3 separate regions of the Rattus norvegicus genome follow, and all the other regions are linked to region 2. Evidence: chromatin contacts called from public Hi-C data. All regions are on one chromosome and are shown on one strand. Each heading gives the region's core, a stretch centred on a gene start, on an enhancer-like site or on the middle of the called end of the contact. The rest is flanking DNA. Distances are from core to core; before and after follow the strand shown.

The links. A called contact is a pair of places that touch in the nucleus more often than the background predicts.
Region 1: a contact with region 2 is called in a Hi-C map of mammary epithelial cells, with 2.3 times the contacts expected there. The contact joins the promoter of Sri here to the promoter of Dbf4 in region 2.
Region 3: a Hi-C map of Schwann cells shows a contact between it and region 2, with 4 times the contacts expected there. The contact joins the promoter of Abcb1b here to the promoter of Dbf4 in region 2. A contact is called at or near these places in 4 of 12 Hi-C or Micro-C datasets (the A7r5 cell line, Schwann cells, frontal cortex and 1 more).

The regions. Positions count from the first base shown.
Region 1 is chr4:26,940,737-26,944,673 of GRCr8, reverse strand. It overlaps Sri (sorcin), which reads left to right and starts at 2,017. Exons shown (of 8, transcript NM_001128190.1): 1 at 2,017-2,082; 2 at 2,945-3,028. The coding sequence starts at 2,032.
Region 2 is chr4:26,629,395-26,633,132 of GRCr8, reverse strand. It overlaps Dbf4 (DBF4-CDC7 kinase regulatory subunit), which reads right to left and starts at 1,547. Exons shown (of 12, transcript NM_001191748.2): 1 at 1,358-1,547; 2 at 133-305. The coding sequence starts at 1,403. It overlaps Slc25a40 (solute carrier family 25, member 40), which reads left to right and starts at 1,750. Exons shown (of 12, transcript NM_001393710.1): 1 at 1,750-1,916.
Region 3 is chr4:26,278,536-26,282,675 of GRCr8, reverse strand. Abcb1b (ATP-binding cassette, sub-family B member 1B) reads left to right here and starts at 2,647. Exons shown (of 28, transcript NM_012623.3): 1 at 2,647-2,676; 2 at 3,112-3,182. The coding sequence starts at 3,118.

The sequences.
Region 1 (3,937 bases), core at 768-3,267, 310 kb before region 2:
TTAAAAGACAGGAAGGAAATAGTTATCCTGACATTCAACAACTCTATTAGATTCAATGAATAAAGTTGTTCTGGAAAACAGCCACACTTTTGACATATGTTCTGTCCTCAGATAGTGCCAGGCTATGAGAGCCAAGATGCCACTACAGGGAGCATGGGATGGAAAATATCTACTTTCTGGACATTTTCTCCCCACCCCTAACCCCAGGGGCAGAGCTAGAGTACCTAGTGCCATAGCCCAGCTTTGAACTCATATTCTCCTTTCCTTGCTGTCCCTCAGCTCTTGTTTCTGAATTTCATAATAAAAGCACCTATCTCAAAGAACTTTATAAGGACTACACAAACAGGTAAAGTGTTTTGAAGGTCTGACATCTGACACTCATTAATTACTTTGTGTGTGCCACACACACACACACACACACACACACACACACACACACACGCGCGCGCACGCATGCACACACATTTATCTTTGTTGTAACTATTAGTTGCCACATATTTTTTTCCTGAACCTGAAACAGCAAGGGCATACTAATTTGCCGGCAATCACTGTAAAGATTTCATTTACAGCCCTCCATTAAAATTCGCTTGTTAAGGGAGAAGGAGTGACCAGAGCCTAATGACTATTAATGTAACAATTAGCATAGTCACTTACCAGACAAATGAATCCTGCATTAGTTACCAACACTTTATCAGGGACACATATTTTTTTGTGTTCTTTTAAACATGAGTCCTGAAAGAGCTTAAATTCAAGTGTGAGTTCAGTGCTGATCATCTAGCTGGTTAAAAAGTTCCACAATGCAGGACAAGACCTCAAAATGCCTAATCAATGACCATGGTATTTGAAAACAGTAATTTTATCTCCGGAGGCAGACATAATCCAAGCCACACCTTTGTCATGTGATCATAAGGACTATTTAGAATTTTTCTCAGTATTCATAACTTTCATGTTTTTGGAGTTTATGTACCCAAAGAGAACTTGAGAGAAGTTAAGGTCTCACACTGTGATCAGTTTTGTTTATTAAAGTATTTCTCAAAATGTTAAAAACAAAACAAAACAAAAAACCAGGCAGCCACAGTGACTCATCTGGAGGCTGAGGCCATGAGAGAATAGCCTGAGAACCCGGGCCTCAAAAGAAAAGAGTAAGAGCAAACAATCAAAAACAATCAATCAATCAATCAAACAAACAAATAAACAAAAAACAGTTCAGTCCTTTACAGTCAAGGGCAAGCAAACAATTATCTCTTGAAAATTGCGCTGAAAGCCGAAAAAGAAACTGAACCATCTTCTGAACAACCCAAGTGAGTTACACATCCTTTTCAGTAAGGTTCACCATCACGGATGTTTCTATTTGAAACATCCAGAAAATTAAACAATTCAATATTCCACGAATGATCTGGGTGAGGCTCTCCTGCCTAGAAAATGCCCTCTTCTACCCCACCGCACACATCCACGCCTAGCAATCACACCTGAGCTGCACCCAGCTTAACAGTTGGCAAAGAAACAGGCCACCGTCATTCAAAGCAAAAAGCTCTCTTGCAAGGTCAAGTTTCACCTGGCTATCAAAGGTTCTTTCCTATTTTGCAAAGTGTCCCCTTCACCCACTGGAGTTGTTCTTCCCATTCCTACAACTGTGCACATCGTCCTTATCCCATCCTCCCTATCCAATAACTTGGTGTAAATAGTAAATAAATGTTCCACAAAATAGCACAGTAGGAGGAAGAAGAAAATCCCCTAGCGGTGCCTGGATGTCGGAATGTGCCACTAGACGGAGAGGGAGATTAGGTCCTGCTATAAACTCGTTTGGGGTCCTGGGTCATCGTCTGGCCATGGGTCGCACGCTGTGCTAACACTGCACGGAGGCATCAGGGTGCGGGCGGCACTCCGGGTGGAGCAGGGCGATCAGGGTGGATGGCGGCGGGCGGCGGAAGGCGGGCGGCGTCCCCCACGGGGCCTGGTGGTGCGCTCCGGGGCGGCTCTGGGCCGACGGGCCGAGCAGCAACCACACAGGGCGGAGGCGCAGTCTGCACCATGTCGTATCCCGGGCACCCTGGCGCTGGCGGAGGGTACTACCCAGGCGGGGTAAGTGCAGCGGGTGAGGGCACAGCAGCCTCTCGGCTCCAGGGACTGGAGGGCGCCACGGACGCGCGGGAGGAGGCGCCGCGGGCGGTCCCAGACGCTCCCTGGGAGTTCGCCTGGACCCTGATGTCCAGCCTTGGCCCCACTCCATATTTCTTCCCCATCTTTTCCTTGTGCCTTTCCCGGGCCCACAGGTGGGTGGGCTGCGACCCGGGAAGCCTACTCTGTGAGTCGGTTATGTGGCGTGAGATAGTGCAAACTGGGTGTTGACTTCCTGCTCTCTCTCGGAATGTCCCCAAGCAACAACAGCCATCTTGATCTAGAATGGTTCTGTGGTCACTCCCTGGAAAAGAAAGTGACAGGTCGGCCAGAAAGACTGGAGAAATAAGCTGAAGTCCTAGAGGAAGACCACTTCGCCAGATGTTGGAGATGTACTGTCAGAGACTGAAGCACCCTCATCTTAGATACAAACGGACCATCCTTCTTCCCAAGCCACACCTGTCAGCCCTGTACTAACTCCAGCCTTACCTAGTACTTCAAGTACTTTTAAAACACTACTAAAGCTGTAATAAACCATCAGGAACACAATCCCGAGCCTAAGCTAGTTAATAGGGATTTTAAAGTGGCTTCCCATATAATGGCATCACCTTCATGGAGATTTATTTTGGACCAAGTCTCCAGCTTTTAATGTCAAAGGAGCAGGAGTGGAAAAGCCTGGTGGGTCACTGAGCCGGAGTGTGGTGTGGTGTGGCGGTGGGGAATTAGAGGCTGTGAAGGCCACACGGTGTCAATTGTACAAAAGCCTTGCATGGTGAAAGAGTAGACTCAATTCTGTGTCTGATGCCTTTATGTTTCTTTTTCACAGTGTGGAGGGGCTCCTGGGGGGCCTGTGTTCCCTGGACACACTCAGGACCCGCTCTATGGTTACTTTGCTGCTGTGGCTGGACAGGTTAGCCTTTCTTTTGTTATTGAGGAATTGTTATATTCTGCTTGTGTTAGCATTTCTTGCAGGGGCACAAAACTATCTTTGCCCTGGAAGTGAGTCCCTTTGCCTGAAAAAAAAGAAAGAGGAGAAGGAAATGAAAGCATTGTTTTAGATCTGAACAAAGCAGGACAGAGTGTTTGTTGTGTGTATTGATAACAGATCGGATTAAAACTAAACTTGTGATTAAACTGGGGTTCGATTGACCCGAAGGGGGATTATGAAAATACTTCGAAGATCTACAAAGTTTAAAGGTGCCTTTAGGACTGAATTATCAGGGCAGAGCAAGGGCTGCTTACAGAAAAGAAGTTCAAAATCTGAACATAAAACTGTGGCTTGCCCAACCTAAAAGCACATATCGGTGATTAATGATTCTATAGCTCCATTACGACTGATAGCTACTTTCAGTTGAATCCGATAATTAATCGTTTACCCACAAAGGAGGTAGAGAAGTTCTGTAAAAGAGCTTCCAAGCACAAGAGTGACTGTCACTATTAGGAAGGTGGCCTCTACCCTAGGTGCAGATGCTCCTGTGAGGCTAGCTTTCTATGCCCTTTTTAGGTGTTGTGGCTGGATGACCCACAGAAGGAATGCAGGTCAGCGAGTCCTAAGGCCCACTTCCTCACTCAGAGAGTTTTATGACAGATGCCTATGGCTACTGTGGGGAAGGACACGTGCCTGCCTTGCAAGGTCACTGTGTTTGGTAAATATTCAGGGATATAATCCAGATGTGTCCAGAGAGGACCTTCCTACTTATTCACCTTAGACTTGTTTTAAACAAGAGTCCGAAAGAATGAGATCGTGATTTTAAAAAACCAACCAAACATAAACAAACAAAAAGTGCTCTAGAATATGCTAAGCAAAATCTTCCAGCCG
Region 2 (3,738 bases), core at 298-2,797:
ACTAATAATCAACAGCTCATCACGGTGGCAAAATGGCTATAATTTCCAAAATGAAATTCCTTAGTGAGTTCACCTTACAGAACGCTAGTATTGCTTTTCTCAACTTTTGCTGGCTGTGCAGTTCTCACTCACCCCTCCAAGTTCCTTTATGTCTTTTTGGAGTTTTTCACATATGGTGATAGAAGGCAAGTCAAGGTAAAATATTTTCCCCCAAAGCGGCTTATATTTGGATTTTTCCAGTCTATTATCAGCTTTCAGGGATTTCAAAGATGGTCTATTCTTTTCATTTTTGTCTTGGATGCCACCTGCGATTAAAAAAAGAATCAGGCCATGTTTTATGCAGACACAATTTAACTGTTTAACAATATTCAACAGCTTTATTACAGAAAGGAGACATTATTAGTCATAACAAATTAAGCCATTAGAATCTAAATGTTTTCCCGAACTTTACCACTTAGGATGAAGGCAAACTGCTGCACTCTATGGTTTCTACAAATTCTGTACTGGAGAACAAGAGCTGAATCTTACTCCTGTTCCATGTATAAAGGCAAGGAACTCTATAAAGACATTCTTGAAAACTTACTCTCTCCCGATGTAAACTTCATATTGGTATTAGCAGGTCTGTAAAGACTCAACCCAGGTGTTTAAAATATTAAAAGCGTATTTACCTAGGCACCCGCACACGCTTATCTAGAATAAACAACCTAATTCTCCAGGGTTACCGAATGCTCATACTTGGGTTTCATAGTTTGTCTAGTACTTAAAAGAACTAAAGGATGGAGTTCATGCACTTTGTTTACATATGAGGAACTTAGGTTCATTCATGTCCTTTTTTTTATTTTAAAAGCAGATGAGTATCAAACAACTTCTCTAAACTTTTCGAACACAACCTGCACTTTAGTACTTAGTTAATAGACACACATGTGTATCTCTTAGGAATTTTCCTTATAATGGATTTTTATTTTTATATGAAATATTGAGATTGAAATCTGCTTTTGTCTATGAGGTTGAAACACACACACCTCCGTCTCCCTAATGAGTGACGGGAACTAACAGTCACAAATGGCAGTGGGTGCCTCCTCCGTGGGGCGGTGTGGCCATCGGAGACCCTGCTCATTGTCTGAAGCTTGCAGCCCCGGGAATGCCGGATCGCTCGCTGCTGAGGCGGGGAGAGCACGAGGGGCCCGGGCAGCGTCGGCCCCTCATGGAGACCAACACCGAACGCCTTCCGGGCGCCGAGAACCCAGAGAAATGCAAAAGCACAAGAAGTCGGGCAGGAAGACTCTCTAGAATCTACCGTGGAACCGGCAGGGTAGGAAACCATTAAAGGGACCGCGGCGGGGGAGGGGCTCCATACCAGGGAGAGGTGCTTTGCTGTGGATCCTCATGGTCTCGAGGTTCATGGCAGCCACCAAGCACCTACATGCTGGGTCCGCACCGGGGGCCGCATGGGACGGCCCCGAACACAAAGCTCCAAGGGCCCACCGGCCCTGGCCTCGGCCCCGGGCGGCGTCCGCTGGCCGAGTTTCAGGGCCGGTTCCGGCGCGGAGGCTCGGAGCAGGAAGAGGTTGTAGCTCCGACGTGGGAGCTGCGGCGGTTAAAGATTTGAAAACGCGTCACGCGACCGCGGCGCCAGACGCGCTCCCCGCCCTAACTACGCCGGGCGGGCCTCGCGCGCCGAGAGCCCCGCCCCCGGGTGGTGGCCCCGCCCACGCTCCGCCCCCAGCGCGCGGGCTTGCGGTGCCTCAGACCCCTGGTCTCCGGCGTCCTCTTCGGGTTCTGGCGCCGCTCTGCAGACTTGGGAGTGTGGGGCAACCCGGGCAGTGGACGCAGTTAGCCTCGGAGGCTTCAGCACATTGCGGTCATCACCTTCTAGGTTTGCTGGAACCACGGCCTTGCAGTTGCCTCGCCACCAGGTACTCCCATTAACCCGGTGTGGGACGCAGGGCCGGCTCTGGGCTCCCGCCGACCTGCAGACAGGCCGCAGAGGTCCTGGGTGGCCGTGGTGGCGGCGGGGCCGGGGTCCACCCGCCTGACCCGGCTCTTGCAGCCCTTTTGGTACTTTTGCTCTGTACAGACCTGTATTTTCTCTCTGTGTGTATGGTTTCTTTTTTGCAGCAATGAAAGAGTGGGAAATGAAGTCTCAGGGTTTTTTTTTATCTGTAAAGCGGGAATAGTTACGAGATTATGGTCCAGACGAAATTCAAGTGCCTGATTTGTTTTAAAATGCCTCACAAAACTTGTTTGGCGTATACTTCTGCTCTCACCCTTACAGACGTTAATGTTTTGTACTGTTCTGCATTTCTTAACTCCTGGCTATGGTAGACACTCCTTATAGTATTGATTTTTGAGGGAGTACCTCAGGACAGTGCAGATAAGTATATTCAGGCACAGATAGGTGAATTGTGAGACTGTTAGCCAAAGATGACATCAAGACGGATTAGGTTGCCAAAAGAAATGATTTTGTTTTGAACAGGTTAAGGATGGGAGCTGGAGTGACAATCATGGGTCTGCCCTTATTAAACTGATTTAAGAGAGTTAGAGATAATTTGTAATCGTAAGAAATATCTAGAAGAGGGGAAATACATGTTAAGAGACATTTTACTGGTTGGGGATTTAGCTCAGTGGTAGAGCGCTTGCCTAACAAGTGCAAGGCCCTGGGTTCGGTCCCCAGCTCCGGAAAAAAAAAAAAAGAGACATTGTACTGATGAATATGAATTTATAAATAGGTGCTTAACAGATCTTGAGAAGGAGGAGTTATAGTTTGAGCAAACATTTAAAAAAAATTTGGGGGGAGGGGATTCAGTTTTCAAAGCGTAAGCTCCAGGAAAAACACAGAATCTCCATGTTTGTGAAATGGTTTACATTTCTGAGAAACACTGATACAGAATAGAATTAAAGCCACGAGGGAGAGCGGAATGCCTTGGAGTGGTGCTTGTGAGATGAAGAAGTGGAGAGGGTAGGGGAGTGCAGAGAGGGACAGGAAGCCGAGGAGCTGGAAGACCCTGGGAACAGAACTTATCAGTGGAAAGGTGCTCTGTATTCTTGAAAGCACAGTGCAGGCCTGGAACAGTAAGAACTCTAATTACCCTTGCACAACTCTGTCCCCAGCAGAGTTCAAACTGGCTAGAACCTGAACCATAGGCTGTGCTTAGGATGCAGGAAGTGCCATCCACTTCCTTAATGGCAGTTAGGGTGTAATAGGGGTAATTACAGTTCCAATGGTTATAGAGCTAAGTGCCAGGTGTAAACTGGGGGACTAGAAGTCACATGGTTGAACACAATGAATGAAGAAAGAAATGCCAGTAAGGAAGGAGTGATGAAAGGGAAGATGGGTTCTTTTTCTTTCTTTTTTCTTTCCTTTTTCATTTGAAGTTTTCAGGAAAGATGTAATCATGTTTCTTTGGGAAGTAATGAAATCAGGAAGTCATTTTGAAAGGTGATTTCTGTTTCTTCTGAGACAGGACAGGGACAGAGTTGGAACCATGGCGTTAGACTCGCCCTTATGAGTTACATAAGGGATAATTCCAAGCTATGAATGAGAATATCTACTCACCACCCAGTTAGTGATTTTTCAGTCTACCACCTACTGTCACGTGACAGCCACAGGAAGAAGGCCTCGGTTGTATAAAGACCAAAGTCCCTACACCCTCTCAGTAATCAGGTCTCTAGAAGAATGCTATTTACGTTTTCTTGTTTCTCTTTTTGAGATTGTCTCCCTTGTAGTCCAGCCTAGCC
Region 3 (4,140 bases), core at 1,398-3,897, 350 kb after region 2:
GTTTATTTGGCTTACATTTCCACATCACTGTTTACAATTGGAAGAAGTCAGGAGAGGAACTCAAACAGGGCAGGAACCTGGAGGCAGGGGCTGATGCAGCAGTCATGGAGGAATAGTGGCTTGCTCTGCCTGCTTTCTTACAGAACCCAGGACCACCAGCCCAGGGATGGCAGCACACACAGTTGGCTGGGCCCTTTCCACTCTATGACTCTAGCATAGAGTGGACATAAAACTAACGCACATGCATCCTTAAGGAACACTCAGGATTACTCACCCGATATGACAGCACCCGTATAGTAAATATACATCATATACCAAAGCTGTAGTAAGGAATGCAGAGGCAAGAACAAGGTGAAGGAAAATGACTGTGGTCATTTGCTCCAGCCAGACCACACAGAGTTAAGGCTGTGAGCAGTGAACCATCCCAACACACAGGCACAGCTGATTAGAAAACTGAGAAAGATCAGTGGCCTAAGAAAAAAGTTAACTGATAGTCTGAAATGATACTTTGAGTAAGTGATCAAGGAAGATAAACAGATAAAGGCAAAGGCAGTTCAAAGGATAGAAAGAAAGCCATGGTATTGATGTGGGTTAAGCACACAAAGAAGAAACATCTTTACCTACCAACAACAGATGGTGGAGTTTTCTTCTTCTGGGTATGTCCAGCCTTTTGATATTGAGGCCCAGAGTTGCTCTCCACGATGTTTGTGCTGAAGAACCATCCCAAAGGAAAAAAAAAAAGCACAGAAAAAAATCTTACAATGCCTTAAGTAGGTTGACTATTTTGTGTCAGGCTGCGTTCAAAGCTGTCCTCAGCCGTGAGGGCTGTGGGGTGGGCATGTTGGAGTGGCAGCATTCAAAATAGATGAATGGATGTATCAGGGACCAAGCTGATGGGACACTTTGGGGACAGTTGTGAGTTCTCTCCCTGTTGGTACAGTGAGAGGAACACTGGGAGCTGGCATGACAGATGACTGTACTATTGTCATTGCTGTATTAGGTGAGGGAGCTACACTCCGTCATTCCTAAGTCTAAACATTACCTCATAAACCTACCTTGTAACTTTGTTTCTATGCCGCCCAAATCCATATGAGTGGGTGTATGAGAAATTCTTTTCTTTGTTGAAGCAACATATTTCAGTTTTGCACAAATTGAAAGGGACCTCTTTTCAAGCCACTGAGGAGAAAGGGTTGGGGCCTTGCCTCTGTCCCTTCTGTTGGTAACACAGCTCGCCCCCTGCAGATTGTAAGGGGAAACTGCAAGTTGCACACCGGTGAGAAGGGATGCTGGGGTTACAAAGGGAAGCTGAAGAGAGGAGAGGGCAAAGCCTTCAGGGCTGAGAAGATGAGTTAAAAGGTTTGTCGTTGTGCACGAGATAACCTCACTACACAGACTGGGGAAAGGTGGTCTGGGCCCGGAGGATGACAAACTCCTCCGTCCTCACCTGAAGCCCCTGAGGAGCAGGTAAGGTACAGATGTCCTTTCATGATATGTCTTCCATTCAATGCAGCTAGTTAACAGACCAAGTAAAATTTCCATCTTGCTCAGGAAGGAGACCTCAGCTCACCCCGTGGACCATGAGTTAAGTAAAACAACGGTGGCTACTTCTTGGTATCTGTGGATACAGAGGCAGCTTGGTGTAAGAATAGGAGTTTCCACCCAGGTGGTCTGGGCTTCACTGTCACTCTGGGTTAGGGATTTAGCTCAGTGGTAGAGAGCTTGCCTAGCAAGCACAAGGCTCTGGGTTCGGTCCTCAGCTCGGGGGTGGGGTAGGGGAAGGACAAAATGACAAGGAGCTCTGTCTCAGGTTGACACTTTTCGGCCACTGAGTTGCCAGCATGTTAGGTCACAGCCAGGTACAACTAGACAGAAAAAGACCTGTTACACTCAAATATCTGCATCAATCAGAATTCCAGAACACGTAAAAACTTGATATGCCCTGAGGAAAACACGGCCATCGATTCCAGAGTTAAAAGTTGAAAAACGCTATGTACTTTAAAATATCATTTCTACCTTGAAATTGTATAAGACTTCTGTATAGGACTATCATCAAAGCCAGAAAACCGAATGGATATGCTTTAGAAAAACGCCAAACATACTGGAAAAAAAAAAAAAGACTTTCGCAGAAAAAATTTCTACCAGCTTTAGAAACACACACACAAAAAAGCAGTGCTGTCAGAAGGGAACTTTACAGAATAAGCGAGGTTCCTGGCTGCTTTATTAATTATATTAGATTAGATATGTCAGGGAATGTGTCCTTTTAAGTATGACTCACCAGGGATGCAACCGTGCACTATCCAGGTATATACACGTCCATATGGAGAGTTACCTGAACATGTAGAGACATGTCTGTGTTAATGTCTGGGGAATTCCAGCTCCCTTCTCAAAAACTCAGAGAAGCCTGGAAACCATCCCTATTTCGCAACCGCTCCAGCCTCCTTGCCCAATTCCACCCACTAGGCTGATTGGCTGCGGGGCCACAGGGCGGCCGCCGGCATCTATTTAAATCTCCGGCCTGAGGAAGCCCTCTGGCTCCTTCCCGCAGCGGCTCTTGAAGCTGTAAGAGGCTGAGGCCGCTGCTCCCATCTTCTGAGGCTCAGCTCAACACAGAGCTACTTCTTCCAAATTCTACATCTTGGCGGACTTCGCGAAGGAAACCCGGAGGTGTCACGTGAGGTAGGCTTTCCTAGGAAGGGTCGGGTGCTCCGGATGCCTGAGCCTGGTCCAGGTGGCAGGGTCCTCTTGGGGACCAAGTGGCGAAAGCCACAAGTCGCTCCAGGAGCTCCCGCAGCAGCCCCCAGGCTGGTGTCCACAGCGCCAGTCCTGCGCTGTGCATCCTGCTGCCCAGCTCACAGCCGCGGGCCGTGGAGAAGCGCGCGGGGGCGAAGGGTACCCAGCAGGGTGGGATGACTGGATCCAGAGCAGAGCACCAGGTCTATGCGGTGACACATTTCCCCGGGATTCCCCCGGGAGAGTTACTTCCAGACCCGGCCGCTGGAGCATCAGGGCGGGGCCCCTCATCACCACTGGGCTCCTTGGGGCAGTGAGCTCTGCCTAGGCTCTGGTCCCCGCGGCCATGTGTTTGGCTGATGAACTGTGGTTTATCCCCAGGTCGTGATGGAGTTTGAAGAGGGCCTTAACGGAACAGCAGACAAGAACTTCTCAAAGATGGGCAAAAAGAGGTAGCCAGATTGTTTCACTTTCGTACTTTACATAGCTTGTACATTTGGGCGATTAGTTTGTAGCCTCTAGCACTGTACTAAATGATTAGTGGGTGTTATTTCAGTCTTCAGAAATGTAAACCAGCCTCTGCTTGGAGCAGTCCTTAAGATGTGTGTGACAGAAGGAGGCTCCTGTTCAGCCTGTACACCCGCCGTTGCTCACTCACATCCCTTTAGTTTTATGACCCCAGCTTTATGAGCGCTGTCGTTCACTCACTCACGCACCTGAGCCATATGCTGCTTGGGCTCTCGCTGTGGTCCGTTATCTTCTGGTGAACACATATACAAACACAAGTGAAACAGAACAGTACAGGTCGATCATTTAAGGTTGGTTATCTATACTTAAATCAGAAAAACTGAAAATGTAATTGCCAAGAGAAAACAGTTATTTTTCAGTGTATTTTTATCATAGTGGACTGCCTGTGGCCGGTAATTAAACACTTACTTCAGTGGGTTCATTCTTTATAGAAAATTGTAAACTAAGACAATAGGAATTAGTAGATCTATTAATACTATTCAGAAACAGGGTTTCAGGGTAAAGAGGGAAAGTACAAGGTGAAAGAAGAATTTGCATTTCAAAGTGTGAAATCTGATAAGAAACTTTGATACGAAGTCATGACTTTTTTTTTAAGATGTTCAACATCTGTTCACTGCGTTCTCTGTAGTAAAGTGGTTACAATCACGATCCAGAGTGATGATGATGATGGTGGTGGTGGTGGTGGTGATGATGATGATGGTGGTGGTGGTGATGATGATGATGGTGGTGATGGTGGTGATGATGATGATGGTGGTGGTGGTGGTGGTGGTGGTGATGGTGGTGGTGGTGGTGGTGATGATGATGATGATGATGATGATGGTGGTGGTGGTGGTGGTGATAGATGTCTAAGTAATAATTAAACTACACTAGAGTTACCCAGAA